Linked DNA regions of Mus musculus: region 1 is linked to region 2. Evidence: chromatin contacts called from public promoter capture Hi-C data. All regions are on one chromosome and are shown on one strand. Each heading gives the region's core, a stretch centred on a gene start, on an enhancer-like site or on the middle of the called end of the contact. The rest is flanking DNA. Distances are from core to core; before and after follow the strand shown. Region 1 has its middle 250 kb from the start of 4930595L18Rik. Region 2 holds the start of 4930595L18Rik (a long non-coding RNA gene).

What was found. Promoter capture Hi-C pulls out the DNA fragments that hold promoters and counts their contacts.
Region 1: a contact with region 2 is called in a promoter capture Hi-C map of hippocampal neurons, with 3 times the contacts expected there. The contact joins the enhancer-like site here to the promoter of 4930595L18Rik in region 2. A contact is called at or near these places in 6 of 39 promoter capture datasets (the 3T3-L1 cell line, cranial neural crest, hippocampal neurons and 3 more), 1 of 15 datasets of contacts at CTCF or cohesin (the NIH/3T3 cell line), 1 of 484 Hi-C or Micro-C datasets (nephron progenitors) and 1 of 115 datasets of contacts at active chromatin or transcription factors (regulatory T cells).

What each region holds. Positions count from the first base shown.
Region 1 is chr6:98,797,465-98,801,753 of GRCm38.p6, forward strand. No RefSeq gene overlaps it. Among named protein-coding and RNA genes, the nearest start is that of 4930595L18Rik, 250 kb to the left of the region's middle. Within about 2 kb of position 2,172, at least 10 of the 459 cell types and tissues checked have an H3K27ac peak or open chromatin away from gene starts, as enhancers often do. A contact at or near this core is called in hippocampal neurons, where this site is marked.
Region 2 is chr6:98,549,631-98,553,783 of GRCm38.p6, forward strand. 4930595L18Rik (a long non-coding RNA gene) reads right to left here and starts at 2,474. Exons shown (of 3, transcript XR_869302.2): 1 at 2,323-2,474.

The DNA.
Region 1 (4,289 bases), core at 922-3,421, 250 kb after region 2:
TGCCATTTCCTGGCACCCAGACAAGTGTTATAAAAATATGTCATCATAAGCAGCCTAGAATAAATACTCCAATCCTCAGGGTTGTTTATCATTTCTCAAATGTCTTCCCCGCTTGTACAATCTTAGCTCTTTGTTACATTTGGGGAGAGTAGGTTGTTTATAATACTCTGAGATGGCCAACCCACAGGTCATTCCATGTAAACCAGGCAGCGTTAGAGCTCAGGGCAATGTGCCAGGTGGCTTCCATGGGGCCACTTTTAAACGGATCCCAGGATTGAAAGTCTCACCGCCGATCAATTTTAAACCAGCCCACATGTTTCATCTAATTTGATAGAATTATTTGATTATGGACTGTTGTCTTCTCAGGCAGTAGATGAAACTGAATGATGTCCTGGTGTGGAAGTTAAAAAATACACAACTCCATTAATGTTATGACATCAAGGGCTCATGGGACATGTTTAGGTCTAGAACACCACCAAGGCCCAGACAAATAAACTCAGAGAATGTCCAGCAGGGTTCAGGAGCTGTGGGAGGGACGGACTCTGACACTGACCAGTTCAATCATGTCACGTAAGTCCTAAATCTTATCACTAGAATGCCACCTTCCTTTTATGGTGGGGCTTTTAGTCCAGCCTCTCTGTGTTTTGTGACAACACTGCGTATACAGAGTATATTTAGCATGTAACTAGATCTGGTTGTTTTAATTCTCAATATACAAGGCTTGTATGACTCTAAATCTAGATTTCTTTTTATATGTTTTATTATCCTATATTTCTCATTAGAAAAATGCAAGAATTTCTGGCCATCTGGAGAACTTTAGTAGATATTATCTTGAATCAACTTGCAATGGATCAGTGAACTTTTACGGAAAATAGAGCCTGTATCTACACATGTGTGTGTAAACAAGCCCACCAGCCACGACATACGTGTGTAAACATTTTCACCCATATAGCAGGACATCTGCCACACCAGGGATCTGGCACTTCATGTGACCTTTGAGTGTTCCTACAGCCTCATTTGCAATGACAGCCTGTTTCATGCATTCAATAAAGAACAATACTTTGCTCTCACATTGTTACAGTCTGCCTCTTTCACATTGTTACAATCTGCCTCTTTCACATTGTTACAGTCTGCCTTTTGAAACAGTTCCTGTAGCGAGGCTTTGCCAGTACAAAGCTGGCTTTTTACTTGGTTTGTCTGTAACCAGGCAGATTTAGAACTTTTACTTCTGTAGACTGTGCTAAAAAGCAATTCAAGGCGACGTAAAATTCTCAAAAGTCTGATTTTGCAGCAACGCTGAGAGCGCACAAACCCTGAGCTAGTTGCTTTCTTCAGATAGGAAACAGTACCTGTGATGGAGCCTCCGTGCAAGTGGCTTAATGCCACCGTCACAAAACCCTCCCACCGTTGGGTATTAACGTCCTTAATATTGTTAAGGTTTTTTTAAAAAAATGATATTTGGAAGTTAGTAATTTAGTGGCTGTATATTGCCCTTCCTCGAAGAGAGCCAAGGATACTCCTTGGTCCAGCCAAGCTAAAGAGAGACTAAATTTCCCATTTGGACTGGGTGACGACAGGCTCTTGAATTCAGTTCCCCAGGTGAGTTCAATTAAAATGGAAGGGGAGGAGACAGCAACAGCTGTCACCAGACTTTACTCCTAAAACGGAGGCATGTGTCAACTGAGAAGTGACCGTTACTCTCATGTGCCTAGTCTGAACCATTGAAGCGCACCTCTGTGGATCTTGATATTGACCATAAACAAAACACATGGGAAAACCTCTTCTTTTCTCAGAAAGAAGTCAAAACAGACTGCATATACACAGAGATGGGGGAGTCGCATCCATCCAAAAAAAAAAAAAAGAAAAACGAGTGGGGAAGAGAGAAATGTTTGCGCCCGCATTCTTCGTTCCATCTGGCACTCGATTGGAGCGCACTCATTCGGGCAAATGTTGCGCTCACATCCCTACACTACAAAGCCTAAAATCCTCTAAGGAATGTCTGGGCCGGACAGTGTATGGGAGCAACACACCGTAGCCCAGTAGCCCAGTGTGGTCCCTACATGCAGTGCCCAGAAAAAACTGGGCCTTTACCAAAAGGAAGTGAAGACAGACCGCAGCACACGGAAATAGCGCCCGTGCCTTTCTGCCATCTGGAACAGGGGCTCACGTCAGGGGGAGGAGAAAGCTGCTTCCCCAGTAGTTACAGTAGATGAAGAGTGTTATACCCAAATCATAGAGGGCCCAGTCAGGCTTTTCCTTCAAAACTCCCAGGATCGAGCACCTGATCATATACCATGTTAAACCTCCATGGGAGAGGGGTTGGTACATCAACCATGTTTATATGTGTATAGACAATGTTTTAGGGGAGCATATGAATATTGTTATGCTGGCTGGGGCATAGCCCAGTAGTTGAGGATGTGCAAGGCCCTGTGTTCATGCGCCAGTAGTAGAAGTAAAGTTCCTTAGACATCTTTCTCTTCTAGTCTGTCCATAAAAAAATGCATTGTTGAGGTTTGTTTTGCTTGTTCTTACAATTGGTTTGGTTTGTAATAAGCAACTCAGAACCATAGAAGGCAGGTTATCCCTCTCATGGAAGTCTCTGGAAGGGATCTAACTAAACGTGGCTCTCTGCCTGGCTGAATCCAGATCTTCAGAAAGGAGACGGAGGAATGCACACTTTGTATAATCATTCCCTTCTCCCCACCCCCACCCCCGCATGTCCAGGTGACTGCAATATATACAGTGAAGTTTACGAGCCCCTGCCTCCATCCGAGACAGCATGCAGAGCGGTTCATTCTAGAGGTCGTTTTAAACAAGGTCAATGTCTCAGCTTTCAAGCTTCCCCTTTGTTCTTTGCAATATGTCCTCAGTGCTAATCACAACAAGCCAAGGTGTGTGTTTCAGTCAAATCAGTTCCCATCTGTGGATTGACCCAAGGAAGCGGAAAGGCAAAGTGGCCTAAATGGAATGTGTGCCCTACAACGCAAAATAGAAAATGCCTCTGCTGGCTCAATACACACTTTCTGGAGACTCCCAGCTTCTCCAAAAATAATAAGAGGCAGGGGCTTGACAATCCTTGGGAATTCCTAGAACATGTTATCTAAAGTGGAAGAGGCAGTGACGAGGCAGTGACTCCTCTCAGCCCAACAGCTAATTGAGCACATTAAACGGCCACTCGTCTTAACAGTGGTACTGTCATGACCTGGTTGACTGTCCAGGGCCTCAGAGCCCACTAGTCAACTGTAGCCTGTAACATTTATTACTCAAAGAGTCAGACACTTTCCAAGGAAGAGATGATAAATGTTTAAGAAGAGAAAAAGTGCTAATTACCCACATTTGACCATTGCTTATTGTGTATATCAAATTATCTCAGTGTAGCCCATAGAAATGTATAATTATCATTTGTCAATAAACGGGAAGATTGGCATGACCCTTGTGCCAGGAGTCCTGGGGATCTGCAGAGCTGTTTTGTAGACTTGCAGAAGTTTGCTGTTGCAGCTCTCTGTCTGGGGAAATAACTAAATAAAGTTGAAATCAGGTGTTGGGAAATTCAGTCTGCCTCAAACAACCTGAGAAATGACCACGGGCGGGCGGGCGGGCGGGCCAAGATGGTTAAGGTGTGGTCCGCTCCCTATCTCTCCTGGCTGGGTAGTTTCACTTTCATCTGAGCAAACAGGAGTCATCCATCTAACGCGTAGAATACAACAATGAATATTCAAGCCTGGTTCTGAGTTTTGGCAGAACCCAGCAAAGTGAGCAGAAATCCTTTTCTTCTTGTCTCCCCTGGGGTTTTAAGACTCTCCCTTGAAAGGCATTGGAGAGGGCTCTGCAGGAAAGCCAGCCCCAGCTTCCAGAAAGTGCTTTGGTCTCTTTATGTATATTAGAACAATTAACATCTAGTTTCACCATACAAAGGACTTTCTTTCCTTTTATGTTTTAGTTCTTAAAATTCCCAGAATGGTGTACAGTGAAACTGTTCACTTGAGAAATTAAGTACCGTATGTGATAAGACAGTTGGATGAAATTTTTAAGCTGTCATTAAAAATGATTATAATTAGGACAAACTACAAGAAAATGCTTTAAAATTGAGACCCGGGTGAATTAAAAATTAAGGGGTATATTATGTATTATCATGTTGAAGGGCTGGGCTTTGCTCGTCTAACAGCCATTAACACTAATGTGGGTTGCCTGTATAAATCCCCTCTAAGCGAGGAAGGCCGGCTCTCATCTGTTTTCCCTGAATGACAGCATGCTAACAAGGGAATAACTCTGTTCTCCAAGGGCCACTG
Region 2 (4,153 bases), core at 1,224-3,723:
AGAGCAAGATGAAAAGACCTATCAGCAGGAAGAATTTGGGTTCTACTGAGGGAAAATGCCCTGATAAAAGAATTATAAGACCCTGGTGCATATTACCAAGGGAGTCTGTAGAATCCCATTATCTGGTGATTTTAATGAATAAAACGCAACGATTTTTGTAGGATAATTGGTGTGAAATGCTGCCCAGACGCCGAGGGATGACTGAATCCACCTTCACACATCCTTTCAGGCCCCTCAGTTCTGTGATGTGTGCATTATATTATTTAGCAGAAATAATAAACTAAATATGCTTTTTAAAAAATGCATGGCATTAACCACCTTTGTGTGTTAATGTGGTACCTACCAATTACATGCATTAAGGTAAAAAGCTAAAATATACAAATTAAGTTATGAACATAGCGCTACGTTTAACAGATTAACTGAAAACCTGCAAAGGTTTCAAGAGTATATTAAATGTATAAAAGCCTTTTCCTTGATCTTCAACTTGGAGGTTATTTTTCCCCCAATAGTGTGTGGTCTTAGAGCCCAGAGTGTGTTCTGAGAACAGCAAAAGAAAGTTAATATATACTAGGGGGAAAAAAAAACAACAAAGAATGATCTCTAGGGTATGTGCTTCAGGAAGAACAATCAGAGTTAATCTACATGGTAATCTGGGCCATAGGTCAACAGACTTTATTTGTACAGGGATAAGCAGTAAATATTTTAGGCTTCATTGAACATAAGGTCTATGTCTCCTGTTTTCAACTCTGCCATTGCCTCATAGTACCTAGGAAATATAAATGGCTATGTTCTGATAAAGATTTACTTATCACAACAGGCATCAAGTCGGGTTTGATTTAGTCATCAAAGCTTGGATCCTTTCACCTAGTGACACACATTATTTCTACCATTTGTGGAAGGTGAAACTAAGACATGCAAAGGTTGTTTTACTAACTGAAGGTCTCACAGGTAAGTGGATGATAGTTGGTTCAAGGAAAATTTAAATTTATTCAAGCATGTATCAATGAGACGGGGGAGCTGGAAAATGAACATTTAATTCTTTGTTTTCTATTGGTCATGAAGAATTCCTACCTGAACAGGTTTGAGACTTAACTCACACTCACTTTCATTGATGAGTCTCTATTCTGATTGTAGTCCTTCTGAGTGTGTCACATTCCCTGTGACCCTGCTCTTGGTAGCAGCTAATTGGACAAAGGATGGGAACTTGGTCTATCTGTGCCATTACCAAAAATTTATGACTTGTGGTCTGGTGTGACTTGAAACATATAGTCAGTGGATTCCTTTCTTGGGAACATGATCTTTGAGGAACATGGAAAATTCTCGTTGGAAAGATTGAAAGCGGGAAGGCTATGTGTGTTGGCAGCTCTGTGTGTGTGTGTGTGTGTGTGTGTGTGTGTGTGTGTGTGTGTGTGTGTGTTAGAACCAAATGCTGTAAAGGCATGAGGACGTGAGTTTGCATCTTTAGTACACATATCCAAAGTCAGACGTGGCTATGTATGTCTGCAACCTCAGCATGTTGAAAGGAGTGGGTGTAGTGAGACAGATTTCACCAGACAGACAGCCTAGACAAAACAATAGGCTTCTGTTTCAGTGAGAGACCCTGTCTCAAGTCAGCCAAGCAGAGAGTGGTAAAGTAAAATACTTCATGTCCCCCACTGGCCTCCTCCTGTGGATGTATATTATATATACAAGCACATACATCCACATAATTGTTTACATACAACACAAGTACACACGCACACACATATACACATGCACACACGGAGAGAAGGTGAACGGAAGGAAAGAGGAACCATGTAAGTAGAATTGGATGCATTGCTAAAATTTCAGTTTTCTAGTCCTTGACCCGACTGTATACCTGCTTTGACCTATGCATATATGCGCAGCATCTCTAAATTAGCTCCATCCTTTTAAAAATTATACCCTGAGTGAGATTCTGGGCCTTAAACACAATTTATCTTGATAGGCTACTGAAGTTACACTTATTTGTGGTTATCTACCTATTTAAAGGCACACTTGATTTCTGACTTTATATTTGTTTCTGAGACAAAACAGGGGTAATTCTAAAGCAGGGATTCCCCATTGATTTACTCTTGGGCTCTGTCTAGCCTCTCTTCCCAACCCACTTCCTTAACAGGATTTTCTAGTTCAGTCTTGCAAACTATATTTTCTACTTACTGTCTTCACTTTCATCCCAGGCTTACAGAAACATTTAGTGCACCTGCTACTCTCCCATTCACTAAATTAAGATGTAAATGTGCTCTGGCTAATTAACATAAATGTGTCGCTTATGATGTACCAAGCCTGGTCTGCTCAGCCCACCTGGATTCAAGGCAGCCATGGTGTGTGGGTGCTGAGGCTCAGTCCGTTTTCCTTTCTCTGAAGTTATGGGTGGGGGGCAGGGTAAGCAAGGCAGTAACAGACGCAGCCCAGAACTGTGGGTAGGCTGATGTCCTAGATACACCCTTCCAGAGAAAGGCAGTTGGATTTGTCAAAGAATCCCCAGTGCCTCATGGGTAAATTCCTACATCATTCTCATGCAGCTTCAGACGACCCCCAAAGAACAGAGCAGATCTTCCCATAAGAGCACGACACTGGTGTCTGGTCTCTTTCCTGTCTCATTTCCCATCATTCTTTTTCAGCTTCCAGTGTTACCCCCAAATCAAGTATCCTTATGATACGGCGTCTTGATATTTTAATAGAGTGTTTAATAGGACCACTCTCGGAGCAGTTCCTGCACATTTCCTTATTTTAAAGTTGAGGAAAGTAAGGCCCAGTACCATGAAGTCATGCTTCCAAATCTATGATTCCTAACAGAGATAAAATTAGAATAAAATCCAATGGTTTTTTCATTACAAGGGTCTCAGCTTAGAGCTTTCAAAGCTAAATATAATATTTGACTTTTTCCTCTTTCAAGTATTTTTTTTCAAATGTTATCTATAAAGCCACAGGTTCTGATATGCTTCCGTGCAAGCACCATGTTGGCTTGGGATCATGTGGCACGAGGCTATTGTTACCGTCCCAGAATAGTGTCTGGTGTTTTCAGGGACACAAATGGAGCTTTAATCTGTGATGTTCTTCTACTCGACATATTGTACAGGGCACGAGGCTGAACTCCCGTCGATCCTACCCCATGAGCTTCAGATGACTGTACACCCTACAGGATCCCTCTTCATACATGGAAGCTGTACAATTAGGCACATTAATACCCAAGCTCTCCAAGAGCCTCCCTGCGTCAGATCAATCCAAGCCTTAGCACGGCAGCCAGAAGCATTTTCTTGGAGGCTTCTCCTTGACTGTCACTTATTTTCTCACCAACTGCTGGCCCCACTTCTCTGCCCTGGATCCAACCCCATTATCAGAGACGCCAGGGAAGGCTCTGCAATGAGGTTGTCTGTAAATGAACAACAGAGAGCGGGAAGAGGATACTGTCACACCCAACAGTGTCTGTTAAGTTCTGACACCCAGAGAACTCAGTGCTCTGTGGGGTGTTGTAGCAGCTCAGGAGACACAAGAGACTTCACAGCAGAGAGGTCTCCTGGACTAGCATGTGGAAATTGCATGGTTGTGCTTCCTAGACAGCACGTAAAGATGCTATCGGGCTCATCTGTGTGTGTATGTTCTTGTGTATCATGCGTGTGACACCTTGAGTTTGATAGCAGGTATTATTCTTCGTTCAGACATTCTTTATACTATTTTGTGAGACAAGGTCTCTCACTGAATCTGAGCAAGCTACACTGGCTGGCTAGCAGGTCCCAGGGATCTTCCTGTCTGCCTTGCAGTGCCACCATCCCAGATGTATTCCACTGCTCTCAACAGTTACACAGCTGTTGAAGAGGGAACTCTGGAGCCCTCATGCTCAAATGACAAGCACTTTCCTGCACGTCTCCCCCACACAGGCTCACTTCTTGGGGTGTTTAAAGATGAATTAGGCTCTGGAGAAGGAAAATGGAAGAATGCAGATGCCAACCAGGGAATTCACACATGCACTTTTGTCAACGGTGACCTTTTAGGACTGCCATGGAACTTAATGTTGTTAAACAATCAGTCCTTGTTTTGCTAAAATGTGAGTTGTGAGGCTGATGCCTGGAGCACATTAGTTTATTCTTGGAACACCCCCAGAAGAATCTGACTGTTGTCAACCATCTTACTA